Linked DNA regions of Rattus norvegicus: region 1 is linked to region 2. The links are chromatin contacts, called in public Hi-C maps. All regions are on one chromosome and are shown on one strand. The core of a region is the stretch at or near the end of the contact, and the rest is flanking DNA. Distances in the headings are between cores, read along the strand shown. Region 1 overlaps Xrra1 (X-ray radiation resistance associated 1). Region 2 has its middle 26 kb from the start of Or2at1.

Region 1 (4,411 bases), core at 460-2,959, 89 kb after region 2:
AGTAATTCAGCAAACCTACAGTGACCCCTGCTGGTGCCAGGACTGTGTGGAAGCGCACTGGATTAGAATGGGCTCAGATTCAGACTAAAACCAGGGTACATAGAAGCAGGGAGATCAGGAGACACCAGGCAAGCATATCAGAGCGACTTTAACCCAGTCCAGTGAGTCAGGAACTCTAGGAGAGAGCACCTAAGACATGATCAAAAAATAAATACACTGGGCCAGCAAGATGGCCAATCAAGTAGGTTCAAGCACCTACTGCCAAGTTTGGTGGCCTGCATTTGATCCCCGAGACTCCCAGGAGGGAAGGAACCATCTCCTGACAAACTGTCCTCTGACACCTGCATGTACTCACCACACACACACACACACACACACACACACACACACACACACACATACACACACACACACACACTCAGGAGTTGGGAAAGGTGCTTTGGGTTGAGGGGCATCTGTGGAATGGTACTGCCTTGTCAGTATGATTGTGTACAAGGCATACAGGAGGAGAAAAAACTGAGGCTAGACACATTGGCAGGGACTTGATCATCCAGAGCTTTGAAAGTTGTCCTCCAGACAGAAGAGGCATAGAAGGCTTTTAACCAGGGAAGCTCAGTGAGGAGGGGTTTTCCATGGAGGGAGATGAAGCTTGGGATGGAGGAGTGAAGGGGATTGAGAGAATGATCTGGAAGAGGTGGGCATCCTGGGGCTTGGCAACCTGTAAGGATATAAGGAAAGGGAGGAATCAAGGGAATACTCAGAGACAGTTCTAGTTTGTCTCAGTGAGAGGGGAGCTTCTATCAAAGCATCTAATGAGGTCCCTGCCTTAGAAGAAAGAGTAGTCTGCTAGGAGATGCCTTGGTATAAGCAGGCCAAAAGGCCTGTGAATAGATGACCAGCCTCACTAAGGAAGAAAACAGCACCAGGATACAGTTTTATGTCCTTCAAATATTGGCAAGTATGAAAAACACTAACCACAACCAGCCCTGGGGAGGCAGTGTAGACTCTCAGTGAAAGTCAAATATAAGAAAGCAGTATGACTCCTTGGAGGAAATTTGGTAGTCTCTTAAAATTTAAGACAGGGCTGGAGATCTGGATCAGCTGCTAAGAACATTTGCTGCCTTTGCAAAGGACCCAGGTTCAATTTCTAGCACCCATGGGGGCCACTCACAGCCACCTACAACTCCAGTTCCAGGGGATCCAGTAATGTCTTCTAGCCTCCATGGGCTTCTGCACATACTCACTGCACACAACACCACACAGGAACACATACAGATAGATAGATAGATAGATAGATAGATAGATAGATAGATAGATAGATAGATAGATAGATAGACAGACAGACAGACAGACAGACAGACCGGCCGGCCTTTAAAAGTTTAGGTAGTCACTGTCTTTAGTAATTCCATTTCTAGGAATATATTCTACAGAGAGAGTCTTACACGGGGAATTTCCCCAGTCAGTCTCTTGCTAGCCTTCACTGAGCATCCTGACACACAAACTTTTGTAGGCTACATAGTACACCAGGTTCACTTAGAGGGTTCTAAGTGATTGTACACTATACCCCCATTGTACAGCTTCAGGAGTCCTACGGTGGAGCCCCCATGGGTGGCTGTCTTGCAGGGCTGCCCGCTGGCTAAGAAGTCACCCTGGGTGGTGGACAGAAACTCTCATTGAGTAAATGTAAGAATTGCCCTTGCCAGGAAATCTCAACACAGGAACCAAGGTGCCGTTCTGTAGGTCTGTATTACAGCATTCCCATGAAGGACATGTCTGATGATAGGAGTCACCACTTAAAGAGAAGTGTCCCCTTCTTCCGGTATTTATAATTTATACTTTCTCCTGGTCCAGACACAATTTACCTCTGCAATCATTTTTACCACAAGCAATAGTTGCCTAGTAACACAGTTGCCATAGCATATGCTTCAGGTTACCAGGGAAACAGGCTTAGAAAGTGAATCTAAGATCCAGTTTTCATGCAAGAGGGAGTGTTTGATTGCCTCCTTCCCACATAGGTTAAATGCTACCAACAGGACAAGCTAGTGCATGTGTATACTAGAAAGGTAACTAAGATTTTGGACAAATTTAACATGGAATAATTTTCAAGTCATACCATTAAAGGAGAAAAGCCACAGTACAGCATGTGTTCCGTTTTTATAAGAGGAAGACTGTATTTCAATACATACATGAGAAAAATATTATATATATATATATATGAAATTTTAAACAGTTGACACTAAATGTTGGAATTAAAGGAACATTTTTCCCAGTGATGTTTGACTATTTGGGGTGGCCGTGTTAGCATCTCTAATCATAAATAATAGAGGTTATCTAGGAGTGTGGCTCAGTGGGATAGAGTTTGCCTAGCATGCACAAGACCCTCAGGTTGGTCCTGGACTGGAAAGAAAAAAGAAAGAACAGAGGTCATTTTTCAATGGGCAGGCCTTGCATCTGAACAGACTTACATTCAATCCTTAGTTTTCCCGCTGCTAAGCAACCTTATTTCTAACCAGTCATTTACCCTGCCTGAGCTGCCATTTCCTCAACCATAGAATGGACGTCACAGTTCCTATCAGTGAGAGTGGCAGAGATTTAAATCTTTCTAAAAGACCATTTTCTGTTGTGTGTGTATATGCAGTGTGTGCATGTGCGTGTGCGTGTATGCATGAATGCAGGATCCCTTGGGGCCAGGAGAGGTCATTGGAACCCCTAGAGCTGGAGTAATGGCAGTGGGAAGCCACCCAATATGGATGCTGGGAACTAAACTCTGGTCTTCTACAAGAGCAGTAAATTCTCTTAACCCCAAGCCATGTCTCCAGCCTTATGGTTAGAGATCTGAGGTCTGAGATATAAAGCATCTTCCACGGCTGGAAGCTCAGTGAATGGTCATTATTAGTATCCTTCTCTTTAAGCATTTTCAAGCTCAAGATTCTCTTTCTGTTCCCATGTAGATGTCTTTCACACATTTCCAACCCTAAAGGAGTTGGAGCTTGCGTTCAATGGCATCAAGATGGTCTATGTGAAATATGGAGACTTCAAGACATTGGAAGTAAGTTGGAGGTAGGAAGTTTTTGATCCTACCTGTTCCCTTGTCAGGAATGAGTGTAGGGATAATGACACATTGTGACTTTGGGGAAAGCTTCTTTGGGCTTTCACTGCTAGGTTCATGCTTCATGGCACTGGCCTCTAGAGAGGGTGGTGGTGATATGATGTGATGATGGTGGTGGTGGTGGTGGTGGTGGTGGTGGTGGTGGTGGTGGTGATGATGATGGTGATGGGGATGATGATTATGAGGATGATGGTGGTGGTGGTGGTGATGGTGGTGATGGTGGTAATAGTGTAAGTAGTACTGATGGCAGACAGATAACTATGGCCAAGCTGTCTGACCCTGGAATATAAGTGCCAAGGGCCATTCAAGTTCAGAAGAATAGAAAAGTGAGTTTAAATGGATTATCGTAGAAGGAAGAGTTTCATAGGAGATACATCTCCTTACGTGTTTGAAGAGCTGTGGACCCAGGTTAAGAGCTAGGTACAGTGAGCTAGAGACTTTGTGGACCGATACCAAAGATATACCGTGACCTCAGTAAGTGAGGTTGGTCCCAGTGGACTGGGGGAGTAAGGCTGTACATCTGGTCCCTTGACCCAGAGATGAGGACGGGCAAACAGGGCTCCTGATTCAACAGCACACTCGAGGCACGGGCTCATCCCATGCACATCCCTAGCTGTTCTCAGAACTGTGGGATAGAAAGTACAGAAAGTCTGCTTTGCACAGCCGCATACTTGTTTCCTCTTCTGACTTTGATAAGGGCTCAAGGGCCACAATTTTTTTTTTACAAGGGAGTGAAGGTTTTGCCACTACCTGAGAATCACTGCACACATGTGTTGGAGAATAGTGCCAGAAGTGGGACCCAGCCCCCTGGCCAGGCTCCCTGTCTCCCCGAGTAGTGTGCCCTTCCCTGTGTGCTGACCATATAGTAAAGCATCTCCATTCACGCCTTAGCAACATGTCTACGTGCTGTTAGCTTAAATCTGCAAGCATCAAAGGCCAGCCATGCTTCATATGCGCCTCCCTTAACTTGTTTTAGGGAAACTGACCTTTTCAAAGAGTTGATGGCCTGTATATGCCATTTGTGTTATGCCTTTATATATTTTATGTTTGCAAACACTTTTAACATACTGAAATGGATATCATCCCAAGATGGTGGGTATGTCCTCACACTCTGAAAACATCCCGTGCTGAATGCAAAACTGACTTCTCTCCATGTGACTTTTCAAGTCACATCGAAGATGACAGCAGTTTGCTCTGACTTGGGACATGAGTTGGTCCTCAGACTTACTATTCAGTAGGCAAACTCTCAAAGACCAATAAAACCCAATGGAAGTGACTGATGCAGCTTGGAGCTGTGTTAAA
Region 2 (4,773 bases), core at 1,463-3,962:
AAGGAGGAGGGTGGTAAAAAGAACGATTGCAGGAAGAAGAAGAATGAGAAATGCATCAAGATTGCTAGAAAGGTATAACAGGTAGACCAAAGGGAAAGGGAGTTTTATTTTGTTGCTATTTAAAAATGACTATACTTATCAAGAACAAGTCACAACCCATTATTGCTGAAATACTATCCTAGCAGAAAAGAGTGAGAATGGTGTGTACCAAGTGAAACCAAATGGTGAACTGTCTATTGTCCTGGAAGACATTTCGGCTACTGCCTTTGCCTATGAATGATACCATGGCTGGGTATCATAGTAAGTACATGCTTAGCTACTGCCTTTACCCATGAATAATACCATAGCTGGGTATAACAGTCAAGTGCATGCAAGCAGAGAAGTAAAGCTCCAGCTGGAAAGAGAGAGTTGATGAAGGGTCATTGTCATTGTCAACTGGGTTAAATCATGATCAGAGCTTTGCTTTGTTGATATTACTCCTGATGAAAAAGCCTATAAAACTACTGAGGCCATGCCACTTTACAATCATAAACCTGACTCCATGTTTGAGTGACAACATTTTTAGACTACTGAAAGGAATAATTTTCCTCTTCAAAATACAGGGACCTAAACTCCACAAGCAAGGAAAGTTTTAGGTAGTAGGGGTGTGGAAAATGAAGGTCAGTTTAAAGAGCCAGAATCAAGTATAGACAGAATGAATCTGAAGAAATTGAGCTGCCATGATGAGGGAAGAGAGAGATGTTAATGGCTAGAGAGTATCATGGGATTGCGGTGACTTGAGATGAGAAATTTGTAATCACAACCAATGCTAAGCAGCAGGTAGAGAAACGTCCCTGGAGAAAGCAGGCCTTGCGCCTGGGAGGTTTTCCTTTCTGATTATTGTACTACAGAACAGAGATTAAGGATTCAAGATCTGCAGCCAGGGGGTCCACTTCACATGACTTTGGTCAAGTCATTTCATGTAAGACAAGGATCTGCCAAATAGAAAGGCCTGCCCTGTGGAGCTGTTAAGAAGAGAAAGCTGGCTGACATTGGAAAGCACTCAGAACAGTGCCTAATGCACAGAGCACTTGATGAAGTTAGTGTCTGTGGTCAGTCAGCTAGCTATTAGCTAATTCATCTGACACAGCTGGAGGAAAGGGGAGATGTGGTGCAGCCTGTCACTCCCACTCACAGCTTTGGCCTGGAGTCGGACCTGAGTTCACACCACTTCATGTTAAATTTCCGTTTGTCTGTCTGAGAAAAGCTCCCTGTCAGGGGGGAGGGGTATGAGGACTGGGGATATAGCTTAATCAGCAGAGTGCTTTCCTAGCTTGTATAAAGCCTTGGACTTGATCCCCATAGCCACCATATAACCAGGCACGTGTGTGTGTGTGTGTGTGTGTGCACGTTGTATATATGTGTGTGTGTATATATGTGTATATGTGTGTATGTGTGTGTATATATGTGTGTGTGTGTATGTGTGTATATGTATATACGTGTGTGTGTGTGTGTGTGTGTGTGTGTGTGTGTGTGTGTAACTCCAGCAATCAGGAGGTAGAAGCAGATAGATCAGAAATTCACCATCATCCTCAGCTACATAGTGAGTTCAAGGCCATCCTAGGCTACATGTAACTCTGTCTCAATAAAATAAAATAATAAAATAATAGAACGAGGGGGCTGTGAATAGTTCGCACTGTACATGGCACAGGACAGGGCCTGGTGCTTACACTCTTCCAGCCTTTAGCCCCTCTTCTACCCCACAGCAGCTGGTCCATACCCAACTCCACTTTGTCTAGGGGGCCTTGAGTGATTTTCCATTCTTCACAGTTAAAGAAATCCAAATAAAGCCTGTGCTTATTTTTCAGATGGGAAAACTACTGGTAAAAGCAGCAGAGGCAGGCCTGGAATCCAAAAGTCCCCTCTTCCCTTAGCTCTGCCTCTTTCTCTGTGCCCTCAGTTCCCTCAGCCCCGTTGCCCCTGCCAGGTGGGAGTAGAGTCAGGTGCCAGGCAGAACCCCTAGCCTCTAGAGACGGAAGTAAACTCAAGGTTGATTCTGTTGCTCCTCCTTTAGGGTTTGTTGCCTCCTTTGGCTTTCTGCATCCTACAGGGAGACTTGGCGTCCACGTAGACAGCACTCACAGTAGCTGAGCATTGGTTTGGAGATCTGAGGAGGGCTCAGGGCTCACATGGCCGGGAAGGGCAGACCACAGTGAGCAGAAAGGGATGAAGGTTTCCCTGGGAGGAGGTTCTCGGTCTAAACAAGGTCATGTCATCTCCTTGGCGCCTCAGGACTCACTAGTTAGGTCAGCACCATGATCTGCAGCATATATCCTGGGGAAGCTGAGGCTTGAAGCAATGAAGTCATCCGCTCGGGGTCCCAAAGTCAAGAATGTTCAAATAGGGGATTTCCCCTCTGGCCACAGGCCCCGCCTCTGGACACGCCCTGCTTCAGGAGGTTCCCCATTGCCCCCACTCTGAAGATGAGCTCCCCTCCTGTTCTGCTGGGCAGTGGCCACCCCATTGAGTCTGTCACCCCTTCTCAGGATAGGGATCCTCATTGAAAAGAGGAAGGTCCCCTACATTTCCGAGGCCTGCCGAGTGGCTCTTTCCAGAGCGGCAGTCTTCCCTCAGCTGGGTGAACTCCAGGCCACGCCCCACCCACCCGTCTCCGGGATAATGAATTGTGCGCCTGCGGGCCCAGCTGCAATGCTTTCGTCACCCAATTACCGGAGCTGCTGGCGCGATAAATCTGCTCACACAAACGCAGGACAGTCTGCAGCCATTTTCATAGCCATTACTGTGCATAGGACATTGGAACTCAGGTCATTTGCTTTTCTGACATGGATTTCCTATCCCCACACCCCTCCATCTTTTCTGCCTTCTTGCATTCCTCATTGTCAGCTACACCCCTCCCCTCTGCATTCCTCAAGCGCCTCTACCTCCCTTCCCTGGGTTGTGGGCCAAGATGAGAAGACTCGGTGTGACCTTGGCCAAGTCATTTCACCTTTCTGGGCTTCAGTTTCTTGTAAAATATAAATGATGTCAGTGACTTTACAAGGTTTTTGAAGATTAGCTCACCCAGGCATGGCGCACGCCTCGCTGGCAGTAACAGGGGTGCTTGTCAGCATTCTTTGTTATTTTTAAAACAGTTGTGTATTTATCATAATGCGTGTTAGGGAAAAATATAATATCGAGCCTGTACCACTGCTAGGAGACCATGAAATTAGAGATCCAAATAAAGTATGCTAAAGGAAAGTATTAAAAGTAAGCCACAGATTTAGCTACTATGGAAGGCGTGTGGCTGAGAGAAGGGTGAGAGCCTGAAATAACAGCCACACAATGTTGCATCCATAAACATCTGTTCTGTTCCCCACCCTGCCCCAGTTCCTGCAGACAGGAACCGGAGCCTTTGAAGGGAGACGGCCTACCCTGCTGAGAGACACGGGCTGATCCGCAACAGGGTGTTGGGGGGACCTCGGGGCCTTTGTTCTCATGAGAAATGGACAGGCAGAATTTACCAGGCAGAACCCCTGTTTGGTAGTGGGGACAGGGGCTCCAATGGCAGTGTTTCTCTCCCTTGGGAAGCCCCGTGTCCACTTCTCTTTGAAGTAAACCCTGTCATGGTCAGGCAAGATGGTTGTCATGGCACTTACCCCGCAGGACTTCCCTTGACATCTCAGACTTCTGGACTTGCAGGGCGGCCCAAAGCCAAGAGACAGGAGGCCCTGAGACCACATCTGCAAGGAGAGGCACGGAGGAGCAGGTACACACTGAGGACATGATGGAAAGGGATTTAGTGGTGGCGTGGTATGAAGGGAGGCATGTGTGGGGAGTAGAAAAGTACTCCCAAGATCCTTTTGGGTGCTGGCCATTCCTGCCAGGAGGGAGGTCCTCACTTCTCATCATGAAGAAAGCTGACTGAACCTGGGAGTTTTCAGGCCCATCCCAGGGCTGTCCCTAGGCAACAGAGAGACTGAGACAGAGCAGGCAGAGATGGCCAGAGACAGGATGCCACTGAAGGGGTGAGGTCCAGCTGTCTATCTGAAGGGAACAAGGTGAGGAATTCCCAGGAAGAGTGCAGAGGACCCCCTCCATTTTCTTCCCCCCTGTAGGCATGCATGGAGGAAGATCAGAGCAGTTTCCACAGCCCCCAGAACAGAATTCACAGGCCAGCATGCAGCTTGGTGGTTTCAGACAAAGTAGGGCTGACCACCTAAAAAAGGCTGAGCCTTGGATATCTGGCAAAATAGGAGGAAAACCTAGCTGCCTGCCTCTGAACACACTGGCAATGGGCATGTGAAGAGGAGACACTGGACACTGCACAGGGAAGCCAAGCCCACCAACTCCCAGCTAACCCTGGGTTAACTGATCCAACTATCTTATATGAAACCAGAGGCAGATCCCACATTCCTCTGAGTGAGTGTGTGTGTGTGTGTGTGTGTGTGTGTGTGTGTGTGTGTGTGTGCACCTTTTGCACCACGGAGACCAAATGATGCCTCGGGGCAATTTTGAAAGTTCAGGCACTTTGAAAGAACAGGTTTCCTAGGGAATCCCCTCCCGGGAGTCTATGTGGATGACTTTAGCCTAAACGCTCAACAGTGGGAATATGGAGCCTGAAGAGACCATCTCCAATAGCCAGACAGGACCCCCAGTGGGGGGATGGGGACACCAACTCACCTATAAAACTTTTCACCCAAAATTGGTCCTGTCTAAAAGAAATGCAGGAACAAAGATAGAGCAGAGACAGAAGGAATCGCTGATCAGTGATTGGCCCATTTCTAGTCCCATCCC

The links. A called contact is a pair of places that touch in the nucleus more often than the background predicts.
Region 1: a contact with region 2 is called in a Hi-C map of mammary epithelial cells, with 2.0 times the contacts expected there. The contact joins two enhancer-like sites. A contact is called at or near these places in 5 of 12 Hi-C or Micro-C datasets (the A7r5 cell line, Schwann cells, frontal cortex and 2 more).

Annotation. Positions count from the first base shown.
Region 1 is chr1:163,615,697-163,620,107 of GRCr8, forward strand. Xrra1 (X-ray radiation resistance associated 1) reads left to right here. Exons shown (of 18, transcript XM_006229821.5): 6 at 2,952-3,049. It overlaps LOC102547456 (a long non-coding RNA gene), which reads right to left. Exons shown (of 6, transcript XR_010060706.1): 6 at 532-718. Among named protein-coding and RNA genes, the nearest start is that of Xrra1, 22 kb to the left of the region's middle. Within about 2 kb of position 1,710, at least 10 of the 93 cell types and tissues checked have an H3K27ac peak or open chromatin away from gene starts, as enhancers often do.
Region 2 is chr1:163,525,294-163,530,066 of GRCr8, forward strand. No RefSeq gene overlaps it. Among named protein-coding and RNA genes, the nearest start is that of Or2at1, 26 kb to the left of the region's middle. Within about 2 kb of position 2,713, at least 15 of the 93 cell types and tissues checked have an H3K27ac peak or open chromatin away from gene starts, as enhancers often do.